2 separate regions of the Mus musculus genome follow, and region 1 is linked to region 2. Evidence: chromatin contacts called from public promoter capture Hi-C data. All regions are on one chromosome and are shown on one strand. The core of a region is the stretch at or near the end of the contact, and the rest is flanking DNA. Distances in the headings are between cores, read along the strand shown. Region 1 overlaps B4galt4 (UDP-Gal:betaGlcNAc beta 1,4-galactosyltransferase, polypeptide 4). Region 2 overlaps Arhgap31 (Rho GTPase activating protein 31).

Evidence for each region. Capture Hi-C pulls out chosen DNA fragments and counts their contacts.
Region 1: a contact with region 2 is called in a promoter capture Hi-C map of adipose tissue. The contact joins two enhancer-like sites. A contact is called at or near these places in 2 of 484 Hi-C or Micro-C datasets (cranial neural crest and nephron progenitors), 1 of 115 datasets of contacts at active chromatin or transcription factors (microglia) and 4 of 9 other capture datasets (adipose tissue, embryonic stem cells, liver and 1 more).

Annotation. Positions count from the first base shown.
Region 1 is chr16:38,755,493-38,761,660 of GRCm38.p6, reverse strand. B4galt4 (UDP-Gal:betaGlcNAc beta 1,4-galactosyltransferase, polypeptide 4) reads right to left here. Exons shown (of 7, transcript NM_019804.4): 4 at 3,795-3,982. Among named protein-coding and RNA genes, the nearest start is that of B4galt4, 16 kb to the right of the region's middle. Within about 2 kb of position 2,985, at least 51 of the 459 cell types and tissues checked have an H3K27ac peak or open chromatin away from gene starts, as enhancers often do. A contact at or near this core is called in adipose tissue, where this site is marked.
Region 2 is chr16:38,599,346-38,605,414 of GRCm38.p6, reverse strand. It overlaps Arhgap31 (Rho GTPase activating protein 31), which reads left to right. Exons shown (of 12, transcript NM_020260.2): 12 at 1,600-6,069. The coding sequence ends at 3,990. Among named protein-coding and RNA genes, the nearest start is that of Gm36482, 13 kb to the left of the region's middle. Within about 2 kb of position 1,799, at least 87 of the 459 cell types and tissues checked have an H3K27ac peak or open chromatin away from gene starts, as enhancers often do. A contact at or near this core is called in adipose tissue, where this site is marked.

The DNA.
Region 1 (6,168 bases), core at 1,736-4,235, 160 kb before region 2:
ACACTTCTAGTGACCCGCTTCCTCCAAGTCTAAAAATACCCACAACCCCAAATCTAAAAATACCCACCACTTCCCATTAATGTCATAGGATTATAAATCCATCATTAATCACTGATTTGGTCATTGCCATCATAATCTGACTGTCTCTGGAGATGCCTTCCCAGGCACCTCTGAGCTATATCCAACTGATCTTATTGCCCCCTCTCAGTCTAGTCAAGTTGAAAACCAAGACTGACCATCACGATCACATTCATGAACTTAACAATGAAGGGACTCTTAACTATCATAAAACAAAACAAAACAAAACAAAACAAAACCAAAAACAGCTACATCAGGGCCATGTGGATAGAAATAGTGGCCCCACATAACCTCCTAGGCAGCAAAGAGAAGTTTTTATGAGAGACCTGGCATGCATGCTCTAGAAGGGACTGCTAGTACTTACGATGCTCCAAGTAGCTAGCTGAGAGCACAGGATTACCGGGGGCCTTCCCTCCTAGAGCTCTGAACTGAACAACCCCAGGTTCTTAGGAACCACAGCCACAGCAAGAGGAGCAGGGTCTGGAAGGACCCAGATGTACAGATGAGGGAGGATACGGTGTGAGACCCTGGTGAGGAAGTGCGTAGGCTAAGGAGCACTGAGCCCAGCTTTGCTGTGGGGAGGAGCAGCAGATGCCTCCAGGGAAACCACAGAACTGCTCTTACCGTTGTTATCCAGCAAACGCCTCTGTGTGTACTGACTTTTGCTTTTGATCCTTTTTCTGGAAGAGGGTACATTTTAAGAGGCCCTCAAGTGAGTTTACAACTATATTTTAAAGGGCTGTAAGGTCCCCAGAATGAGGAAGATGGAGTCATACAGTTACAATGGAGTCCTTGGAGAAAGGAGGCGGGCACGGAGGAGTTATTAGCAACAAAATTCACCATGAATCTGAAACACTTGGGCAAGGTACTTTAACTTCCTGCCACTGAATGTGTGGCAGGTGAAAACATTTCCATTTGGTTTGGTTTGGTTCTGTTTCACAGTCCAGGCTGTTTATTCCTTTTCGTACCTTAAGCTACAAATTCATACAGGATTAGCTCCAGCAGCTCAGACTCCTACGAAGTGTCCAGCTCTGGGTGGCGCAGGCTGGTACTTTAGCTGATCCCAGGTGCCCTTCTCTTTGGCTTCCTTGACTTCTGATCCTTTTCCTTCACCCCTTCCAGGAAGCTGTCTTTGGTCTCAGAGTACTTGATATGCTCAAGTCACACATGAGTTCTCTTGGCAAGAACCTTGCCCTTAACTTGCTAGCTTACAATGATTCCCACAGCACGCTGGGTGGTGATGTAGACTCTTCCAGTTTTGCCACAGTCACACTTAAGGGACATTTCCTTATGAACAGTGCCCAGTCCCTTGATGTCAACAATACCAACCTCCTTATAGATTCGCATGCATGAGGCAAAAGGAACAAGTCCATATTTCCTACAAGGCCTAGAGAACAGAGACCCAGTGTCCCTCCTCTTCCTCTTTGTGATTGTAGGCGAAAACATTTCTTATACCTACACCCATGGGGCTGTTGGGACAATGAAGAAGCCAGAGCTCAGTGATGTTATAACACAGTGATACAGAGCTGCCATCAGAAGTCACGGAGACCCTGAAACTGAAATTGCCTGCCACCTGCAGCAGAATTTTGCCCAGGATAGCAATGGTAAGGAGGTGCCACAAAAGGGGCGGGGGGGGGGGGGGACTGGCAGGTGGGCATGTGCATGATCCATACAATAAAACTGGACCAAAGTAAGATCTAAGTCTGAAGGGATGGGTAAGAAGTACAAAGCAAATATAACTCAGTGGTGGAGAACCTGCATACTGCAAAGGCCTCATGTTTTTCTCTCGTCAGCGTGTGTGCACGCATGCACACACATACACACTCTGGGCCACCGTTTTTCTCCGAGCTTACATTTAAATCACAAGGTAAGCGTATTCGATTCTGCAAGGAAGACAAAGGCTTGCTGATGGTGTCTGGGAAGAGCAGCAGTGTCTGGCCAGATGTAAGGGAAAGTTAAACAGCAAGCTAGGTACAGGCCATCTCTTAAAGTGCACAGTCTCTGATGGAGGCCATGATGGTCACACCAGAGTGTAAGGTCAAAATCAGGTCCCAGTGGACAATTATCTCTTCATGCTGATGGCCAGGTTAACACCATGATACAATGTAGACTCTCTCAGTCCACAGCCTGTCCTTAATCCCCCCTCCCACCCACCCACCCCCCGCCACCTCCTCCCCTTGAGTAATTAGAAAAAGGAATGGGGCAGGAACAGAATGCCTAAAGTTAGGAGGTTAAGAGTCGGTCACAATTGGGCATGTAACCTGATGACATTTCCTCAGAGAAGGAGAGAACACCGAGGTTAAGTGGACCCTCACCTCTTGTTCCTGTTGCTCCTCCCAGCCTCATGGTCTAAGTACACTCCTAAGTGCACGTGACCTTGAGGTCGGGGGAGATGCTAAGTTAGAGAGGCTAGGGAAGATCAACCCGAAGCGCTGCCATCTGTGTGGGCACAGGGACCCTGACCTCCATGCTGACTGCAGACCTTCCAGGAAGGCTGCTTTCAGGTCACCTGTGCTCCTGCCAGCAGCCTCTCACGCATGGTCTGTAAGCAAACCTCAGAAGCACACTGCTGGAACTCTGGTGGAATCAAACTGTGATTTGTCCCGGGGACCTCACAAGGAAGGGGTTACGCTCCCACCGAAGAGGACTTCTCATGGGAGTCACAAAAGCATCCTCTTAAGTGATCCAAAGTAAGAGACCTACTTCGAAAGAGCAACACAGGAGCAAAGACCAAGGAAGTTGATCAAGAGTCGGTCAGTTTCCCTTTCTCGCTCTGCAGGGTCTGGCAGTCTCCCACCCTCTTTTCCAGGTTAGTTTTAGTTTCACACACACTTCCCCCTCCCTCCTCCTAACTGACTGCTTGCGGCTGTGTGCTCTCCAGCTCCACGCAGATGCCTGCATCTGCTTCTCCATAGGAACTTCCTGTTTCCTTGCACCAGCACTTTCTCTGCCTCTCCAGACTGGCCTCTTGGCCCCTAGCCTAGTGGCATAGCTCCACAGGAGTAGCAGGCCTTGGAGGAAGGTGACAGGGAAGTGTGTGTACAGTCAGCTTAATTTACATAGAGCTTACCTGCATCTGATACATCCCAGCCGGTTATATTTGACTAGGAGCTGGTATTAAATACAATTAAAGGTCATATTCCTCTATTGGGAGACAGCTAGAGAGCGGAAGGATGGATGGTGGAATTTCCCATGGCAGCTCTGAAAGGCAGGAACTTGTCCTGGATATCCTGGTTCCCAAGCAGTCTACGAAGGTGGACATGTGCGGCCCCGCCCTTTCCTAGAACTCTGGCAAGATGTCCCCAAAATAGACAGGATGTTCAATTCAAACACTGGCCTAGAGGGCGCCATGGAATTGTCTGGGAGAGGAAATCAAGCTGGATGGGCAGGTTATTAAAGTTCTCCTGTGTGGGAAAGCCTGTCAAGTCCCACCACAGGTACTGCAGGGCGGGGGGCCCCCACAGACACTACAGGCCGCCCCGTACAATTGCGTGGGTCACATTCTTTCTCCTGCCCTTTCCCTTTGTCTTTGTGTTTCTTGCCAAGGTTTTGGGAGACCTTTTTTTTCTCCTTACTTTATCCTTTAACTGCTGCTCTGCACATTAAGGGAAAATGGGCGTCTTTCCCCATTTCTCGCCTCCCTAACTCACTCCGGACACCACATCATGGCCTCGCTCGCTCGCAGTAAGTACGCCGCCCAGCCAGGGCCACCTTACCTGTAGCCCGTGCTGTTCCGGCCCACCACCAAGTGCTTGGGCTGATCACCGCAGGTGTAGAGGTTGAAGTCATTCTCAGGCACCAGGTCCACGTCGTGGAATACGAAGCAGTCCCAGTTCTCCTCCTTGAGAGCTTCCAGATAGCCCACGTTCAGGAGCTTGGCTCGGTTAAACTTTTTACTTCCCGTCTACGGAAAACACACGTGAAAATGAAGAGTTCCAAAGAAAAGTGCTCTCCTCCACCGCCATTTAGGAGTGTTATATTACCTCTGCTTATTAGCAAGACAACATACTCTAGGGTCTAACAGAGGAAATGCAATCATAACAAACAAACCATTGGGTTTGGGCTTTGTGTTTCATGCATATCTATATTCTATAATTTAAAAGCATCCCGTTGGGCCTAGCAAGTTGTCTGATGGTGGATAATTTGCTTAGGTGAAAAGACTAAAAGTCCAGTAGATTGGTTGTATGAGAGTAAAGTTTGTTTCTGTTTTTGAGACATTTCTCCAAGCTGGCCTGAAACTCACTGCAATTCTCCTGCCTCAGACTCCCAAATGCTGGGATAACAGAATGAGCCATCCTCTAGCTGCATATGTAGCAGAGGATGGCCTTGTTGGCCATCAATGGGAGGAGAGGACCTTGGTCCTGTGAAGGCTCTTTGCCCCAGTGTAGGGGAATGCCAGGGCCAGGAAGCAGGGAGTGAGTGGGTTGGTGAGCAGGGGGAGAGGGGAGGGGAGAGGAGATTTTCAGAAGGGAAACTAAGAAAGGGGACATTTAAAATGTAAATAAAGACAATATCTACTAAAAAAAAAAAAAAAAAAAAAAGAATGAGCCATCAAACCTGGTCAGAAAACAGCTTCATTTTTAAAGAATAATTTTATTTTTCAGTGTGTTGTGTGGGTGCATGGTGTGTGTGTTTGTGTGTGTGTGTGTGTGTGTGTGTGTGTGTGTGCTCGCACACATACTACATGGGTGTAAGTGGCCTCTGAGGGCAGAAGTGGACATCAGGTCCCAAGATCTGGAGTTGCAGGCAGTTGTAAGCTGCTGGAAGTGAGCTAAGGATCTGAGCTTTGCCCTCTGCCAGAGCCTGATGTGGTCGAGTTGCTGAATCATCTCTCCACACATTCCCACACATACGTAACACTACTCAACAGTACACTTAAAAGTTAACAAGATGGTTTTTAAAAAATGAGAAAGTAGCTGAGATAATTTTTACGTGGTATTCTTTAGCACCAAAAAAAAAAAATGCAATGTAGTTTTAAAATACAAATAAAAATAAAGCAACAGAATTGTGCACTTCAATTTATTAAGAGGCTGGAGCTCGTGTGAAGTGTTCTTCTAAGCTCAGTTTTTAAAGGGTCTTAATGGATTCCACAGGAAGCGACAAAGCCCCTAGAAGGTTCTTGTCACAACAGTTACTGTTACTGCTTTCCTGTCGGCTGCTGGCTGAGCTCCAGCTAACCCTGGGCACTGACAATGAACTTCCAAGAGACTAAGCTAAGAACTTGTCAGGAAGCATGAGGAAACTGTGCCCTATCAACCGAGAAGGCTGCTGCTAATACTTCTAAGCTACTTAAAACTTTCTTGGAAATGGCTCAACAAAATCCTGTTACAACACTAATGACAGAGGCTATTCCTTAATACGGCCTGTAAGATCATCAACATTTAACGTGCTACATGACACCAGGACTTTTCAGTACCACTTTGCTCAAGGCTAGCTGAGTGCTGTAAAAATAAAGTCTCACTTGACAGCTTATCATAACAAAATCATAAGCGATTCTTTGAAGTTACAGCAGCAGTTTCCTAGAAAGAGTAACAAAGTAGGCATGTTTCTGTTCATAAAGAAAGAAAGAAAAACCAACAACACAGCACATGCCTATGTTCTCAGTACTCAGGAGGATCGAGAGTTTCAAGCTAGCCTGGCCAAGAAGGAAGGGGAAAGCGGGGAAAGGCAGGAAGATGAAAGAAAACAGAAGAGATGATAAAAGAGGGTCTTAGGAAACGGCCACACATGCCTAACAGCCTGGGTTTAACACCCAGAACGAACATAGAAAAGCCACATGGCTCTATAACCAGACAAGGCTCCCAGTACAGAGACTGAACACGAACCCAGCCACAAATCTTTCAACCTCTAATCTGTCCTGCCCACATGGTGTGTTGGGGTAAAGGTGGTGCAGAACTTGTGGGAATGGCCAACCAATGACTGGTTCAACTAAAGTTTAAATTAAAAAAAAAAAAAAAAAAAAAAAAAAAGCCAGATGAAGTGAAAACCCCTGCAACCCTGTGATAAGAGGGAAGGTGGGAATAGGAGGACTGCCTGGAAGCTGTCAGATACGCTAACCTGGAGTATGCAGCAGCAGAAATAATAAGAGAG
Region 2 (6,069 bases), core at 550-3,049:
TCCTCGGGAAGGCTGAGCGAGGCTGTGAGCGTGTTTGCATTGGCAGAGATTCTTCAGTGAGGAGAGCCCAAATGCAAGCCACATTACTTTAGAGGAAGATAATGTTAAGGCTGGAAGAGTGAGGGTGAATTCAAGTTAACAAGTAAAGGCATCAAGTCATTTCTTCATTGAACGTACATCCCAAATCCCCACTTTGTACGAAACAGCGTGCAATCCTGAACAGTGGGGTCACTGTAGTACTAAGACTATCGCCACTGTCCCTGTCCTTGGGGCTGCCAGCCTCACAGGGGGAAGTCAATACCCAGGGCAAAGTGAAAGAATGGGATAATAAGGGGATATAATATAGTCCTTCCTTCCTTCCTTCCTTCCTTCTTCTCCCATACATTAGATTTTGACCAAAGTTTCTCCTACTTCCATTCCTCCCAGCCCCTCCTCTGACCTTCCTTGTCTCCTAAATTCATTCCTCAGTTTCCCTTCAAAGGAAGGAAGGAAGGAAGAGGAAAGAAGGAAGGAAGGAAGGAAGGAAGGAAGGAAGGAAGGAAGGAAGGAAGGAAGGAAGGAGCAAGCAAGCATGCCTCCCAGGGACATCAACTAAACATAGCATTACAAGTTTCAATAAGACTGGGCCCAGGGCTGGAGAGATGGCTCAGTGGTTAAGAGCACCGACTGCTCTTCCAGAGGTCCTGAGTTCAAATCCCAGCAACCACATGGTGGCTCACAACCATCCGTAATGAGATCTGACGCCCTCTTCTGGTGCATCTGAAGACAGCTACAGTGTACTTAGATATAATAATGAGTAAATCTTAAAAAAAAAAAAAAAGAAGAAGAAGAAGAAAAAAAGACTAGGCCCATCCCCTCATATCTAGGCTGGACGAAGCAACCCAGTCAGAGAAAAAGGGTCTTAAACATGGGAAAATGGGAAAAAGAGTCAGAGACATGGCCACTCCCAGTGTTGGAAGTTCCATGAGAGCGTCAAGCTACACAGGCATAAGATATGCAGAGGACCTAGCTCAGACCCATGCAGTCTCTGCAGTTGCCACTTCACACATGAGACCCTAGATTTAACCCTCCGAGCTGCAGAAGCAGAGCCAGGTGAAGAGATGAGACGTCGGCAGCAGATCGGACCTCTCAGAAAGACTCCACGCCTCCAGTGGTTAGAGATACTCCTGAGATGATTCTCTTTACAGGAAAGGCAAGGGACACATTACTCGTGACTGGAAGGCTGTGGACATAGCTCGAGGGCTGAGCACTCTCTGGAACATACAGCTTCGTGCTTAGAACTGGCTAAGGATGGGGGTCAGAAGTAGATCATGTCGTACTGTGGACAGGACTGGATTTCCATCCTTATCTACAGCTCTGTGATTCGGCTAGTTAAATCTATTCAACTAGCCCAGTACTGTCTCCAGGAAGACGGCACATGGATAAGGATCATGGCATATGCTGGGCATTCAGACAGCCATGGTTATTACTGAGGCTGCCTCCTTTATTGGCCAGAGTATTGGCAACCACTCCATTCCCTTCGCGCTCACTGGACTCTTGGCAGACGTCAGTACCCAGAGTTCTGGGCTCTAAAGTAACTAAGGTCTTCTTGTTTTTCAGGATGAAGAAGACCTGGCTCAGGCCTTGATCTGGCCTGAGATTCAACAGGAACTGAAAATCATTGAATCAGAGGAGGAGTTCTCTTCCTTGCCACCCGCTGCTCAGAAGACAAGCCCGATTCCTGAGTCAAGCCCAGCCCCATTTCCCTTCCCAGAAGCCCCTGGGAGCTTGCCTAGTAGCTCTGCTCCTCGGGAGGTGTGGACTAGGGACGCAGCCAATCAGAGCATACAGGAAGCTGCTATCCTCACTGACAGAGAGAAGCTAGAGCCAGTCTGCAGCCTCCTCGAGTCAGAGTCTCAGCAGGAGCTCAGCCCAGACCCAGCCAGTCTAGCGCCTCTGGAAATGCTTCTGTTTGAGAAGGTATCTTCTCCGGCTAGGATAGAGATAGGAGGCCCAAGGAATCTCTCTCCCCCTCTTACTCCTGCTCCTCCTCCCCCCACACCTCTGGAGGAGGAGCCTGAAGTCCTGCTGTCAAAGGAAGGTCCTGACAGGGAAGATGCAGCCAGGGATTCCAGGACAGATGTCTACACAGAGCAGCCAACCCCCAAAGAGAGCCCTGGCATCCCTACCCCCTGTCAGAGAGAGGAAGCTATTGCAAGCCCAAATGAGAAGCAAAACGCAAGGCATGCTGTTCCTGAGAACAAAGGCCCTGGTCTTCCAAGCCCAACCAAAGAGGTTGACATCATCCCACAAGAGGAGGGAGGTGCTCCGCATTCAGCACAAGAGCCTTCAGACTGTGACGAAGATGACACTGTGACGGACCCTGCCCAGCATGGCCTGGAGATGGTGGAACCCTGGGAGGAACCCCAGTGGGTGACCAGTCCCCTTCATTCTCCCACCTTGAAAGAAGTTCAGGAGTCCCAGACGCAAGGCTCCCAGGGCCACCGATTAGAGAGGAGACTTTGCCACAGGCCCAGCCTTCGCCAGAGCCATTCTCTCGATAGTAAAACCACTGGAAACAGCCACTGGACTCTTGAGGCGCCCTTCTCCAGCAGTTGTGCCAATCTGGAAACAGAGAGGAACTATGAGCCTCTGCAGCCCCCGGCAGCCAGGACCAAGATTGCCGGATTGGAAGAGAAAGCCCTAAAAGCCTTCAGAGAGTTCTCTGGCCTGAAAGGGTTAGAGGTTCTTCCCAGTCAGAAGGGACCATCTGGTATACAACCCAAACCAGTAGAAACCAACTTCATGGGTTTAGCAGAGGGAAAGGAGCAGGAACCACAACTGGAACTTAGCAACCGTCAGATGAAACACAGTGATGTTCCCGGGCCAGATAGCAGCAAGGAGAGTTCACCGAGGGCTCAAGACAGCACCTTACCTGGGGAACATCCCTTACAGTTACAGCTTAAGAACACTGAGTGTGGGCCCTCAAAAGGGAAACACAGGCCGTCTTCCCTCAACCTGGACTCTGCCACTCCCATAGCTGACCTTTTCCGACTTGAGAATGGGGCTCCCTTTAGCTCACCTGGAATAGAGCTCTCTGAACTAGGAGACACCAAGGTCACCTGGATGAGCTCCTCTCACTGCAAAGCAGCCCCCTGGAATTCCCAGGACACGCAGGACCTGGACATTGTTGCCCACACCCTGACAGGCCGCAGGAATTCGGCTCCTGTAAGTGTGTCAGCTGTGAGAACCTCCTTCATGGTCAAAATGTGTCAGGCCAAGGCAGTCCCTGTCATCCCACCCAAGATCCAATACACACAGATCCCACAGCCCCTGCCCTCTCAGAGCACAGGGGAGGGAGGGGCTCAGCCTCTGGAGAGAAGCCAGGAAGAACCTGGTTCAACCCCTGAGATCCCTCAGAAATCCACCAAAGATGATTCTCCCTCCTCCCTGGGAAGCCCAGAGGAAGAGCAACCAAAGCAAGAGACAGGAGCCTCCGCATCCCGGAGGCAGGCCAGCATTACATCCTGCATGTATGAGGGGTCCTCCTGCTCTCCAGAACCAAGTGCATCCACTCTGGCCTCCACACAGGATGCGGTGGTGCAATGCAGAAAACGCACATCAGAGACAGAGCCATCAGGAGACAACCTTCTTTCTTCCAAACTGGAGCGAGCATCTGGGGGTCCTAAAGCTTTCCACAGGTCAAGGCCAGGAAGACCTCAGAGCCTAATCTTATTCCCTATCATGGACCATCTACCTTCCTCACCCACAGTGATAGATTCCAAGGTCCTACTGTCCCCTATCAGGAGCCCTACTCAGACAGTTTCCCCTGGTCTTCTCTGTGGAGAGTTGGCCGAAAACACATGGATCACACCAGAAGGGGTCACGCTTAGGAATAAAATGACCATCCCTAAGAATGGCCAAAGACTCGAGACTTCGACAAGCTGTTTTTACCAGCCCCAGCGGAGATCCGTGATTCTGGATGGAAGAAGTGGGAGACAGATAGAATGAGACCATCCGACCTGCTGTTGTCTGTAAATCTTTCAGGTTCATCTGGTCCTTACGGGCATCAACTGGCCATTCTCCAGGCACACGCTATGGAAATTTGTGCTTTTATTTGCCTCTGGCCACCTCCTCTCTCTCCCTCTCTCCCCACCTCTCCTTTGTCTTTGACCGTGTATGAGTCCATTTGCAAGAAGAGTGGTCAAGACAAGGACCGAAGAGTGAGGTTTAAGGAAGTCCACATGAGCAAGTGGGGAAGGTTAGGCAAGGAAGAGGAGGGAATGCTTGCCTCCGATGGCAATCGGGGCTCATCTATGAGACAGATTATGCCTCCATTATCATTCTCTTATGCTCTCAAGAGCTGCCTGTGATAGTAACCCTTGAAAGAAAGAAATTATTTTTTGACTGGGTCAGAAAAATCTTCCTGTTTTGATTGGAGGCTTCTTTGTGCTTTTTAATGCTCTTTAAAGCACTTGTTCTTTTAGAGCAGTTTTTAATAAGCTTATAAAGGTGTATTTACTCCCCCCTCCCCAAATAGAAGCAGATCTGGAAATGCAAACTAACATGCACGTAAGATCTCTAGGTCGGGGAACCTCCTTGTGCGCTTTCCCTGGGATGGCTGCAGACCTGTCCGAGGCGACCCACAAATCAGCACAGAAAGTCAGAGTCTGTACTCAAGAGCAAAGCCCCGACTGGTCCCACCTACAAATGCTTCTTGGTACTGGCTTTATTGTGACTCCACCTGCCACCGTGCTGATTAACAAATCCAGTAGCTAGGCAGACTGAGTCCTGAGCGGAGGACCACAAGACGTCTAGGTAGGCAGGGGTGATGTGTCTGCTCTCTTAATAGTACCAGAGTCCGGGTGCCACATGTCATAGAGGAAGGCACAACTTCAGACCTGATGTGTCTGAGCTGGTGAGGCATTAAAAGGAAAGCTCTAGCTCACCTTTACTCTCCAGCCCCAGCCTGGGCCCAGCCGGATGTGTAAAGAGGCCAGGAGGAGCCCCATCTGTCACTGTCCTCAGAAATGCCTTGCCTTTAGCCAGCGGCTCTCTTCCTTTCTCCTCCTCTCACTGTTGCTCAAGGGCAGATTTGAGACAGCACTGTCTGCATTTCCCATATCCACCATCCACTCGGGTGCTCTGACTTGCTCTGACTCTTGTCTGGACACAAGCAGATGCAGTATACCTGTCTGATGTCCCTTACACCTGCTGGAGGAAGGTTTCTGGCTCTTCCCCCACAAAGGCATAACGGGGCGCTTCTCAGATTCCAGCCTGGCTAAACTGTCCAGAAGCTTGGTCACTGCACAAGTTTCTCTAAAGACTGGCAGTATCTCTGGGCTGAGCCCACAAAGCCAGTACTGGAGTGGGTAAGGGGCTAAGCTGAAGTCATCTCCAGTGGGAGTGTAGAAGCTGATGGCCCATTGCAGATCTCATGCTCTCCTTTCCTTCCCTGATACACCTTAAGGATTTGAAATCTTGCCCTTGGTTTGTTTTGTTTTTGTTTTTTGGTTTTTTTTTGTTGTTGTTGTTAAGCCAGCGCCTGATGCAAGGATACCTAGAGTGACCTAAAGAGAGTGACCCTCCATGAGGAGCAAGGGGAACAGTTAATAGGCCTTCAGTCTTTGCTTTCTCATTAGGTGAGGAAAGCACTGGACCAACAAAAACTGAGATGTTGACCAAACAAGAAGTCTTAGGACATAGCATTTCTCCCTAGTCATGAAAGGTGAAGAAATATGGTGTGGAGAGGCGAAAAGTGGCTATGTTCTGGAGACCTGAAAAGTGCATTCCTGCCTCAATCAGGAAATACGGTGGACAAGCTTGGTGCCAGGCTCAATGTCGGTGTATGCTTTGATAAAGACGTGCTCCAGTTAGAATGTGACAGGAAAAGAGCCAAGTACCAAACGAAACACTGAGACAACTTAATGGCTGTTCTCTTTCCTAATATTTCTGGGTGTATTTTTATTGGCAGCAAGACAAAAAAGCAATCATTTCCACACTGGCAGGTGACTTAAATTCTGAGGACTGATTTCAAAATGACTACCACGTTCCCTTACACACCATTCACTTATGACATCACCTTCAGGA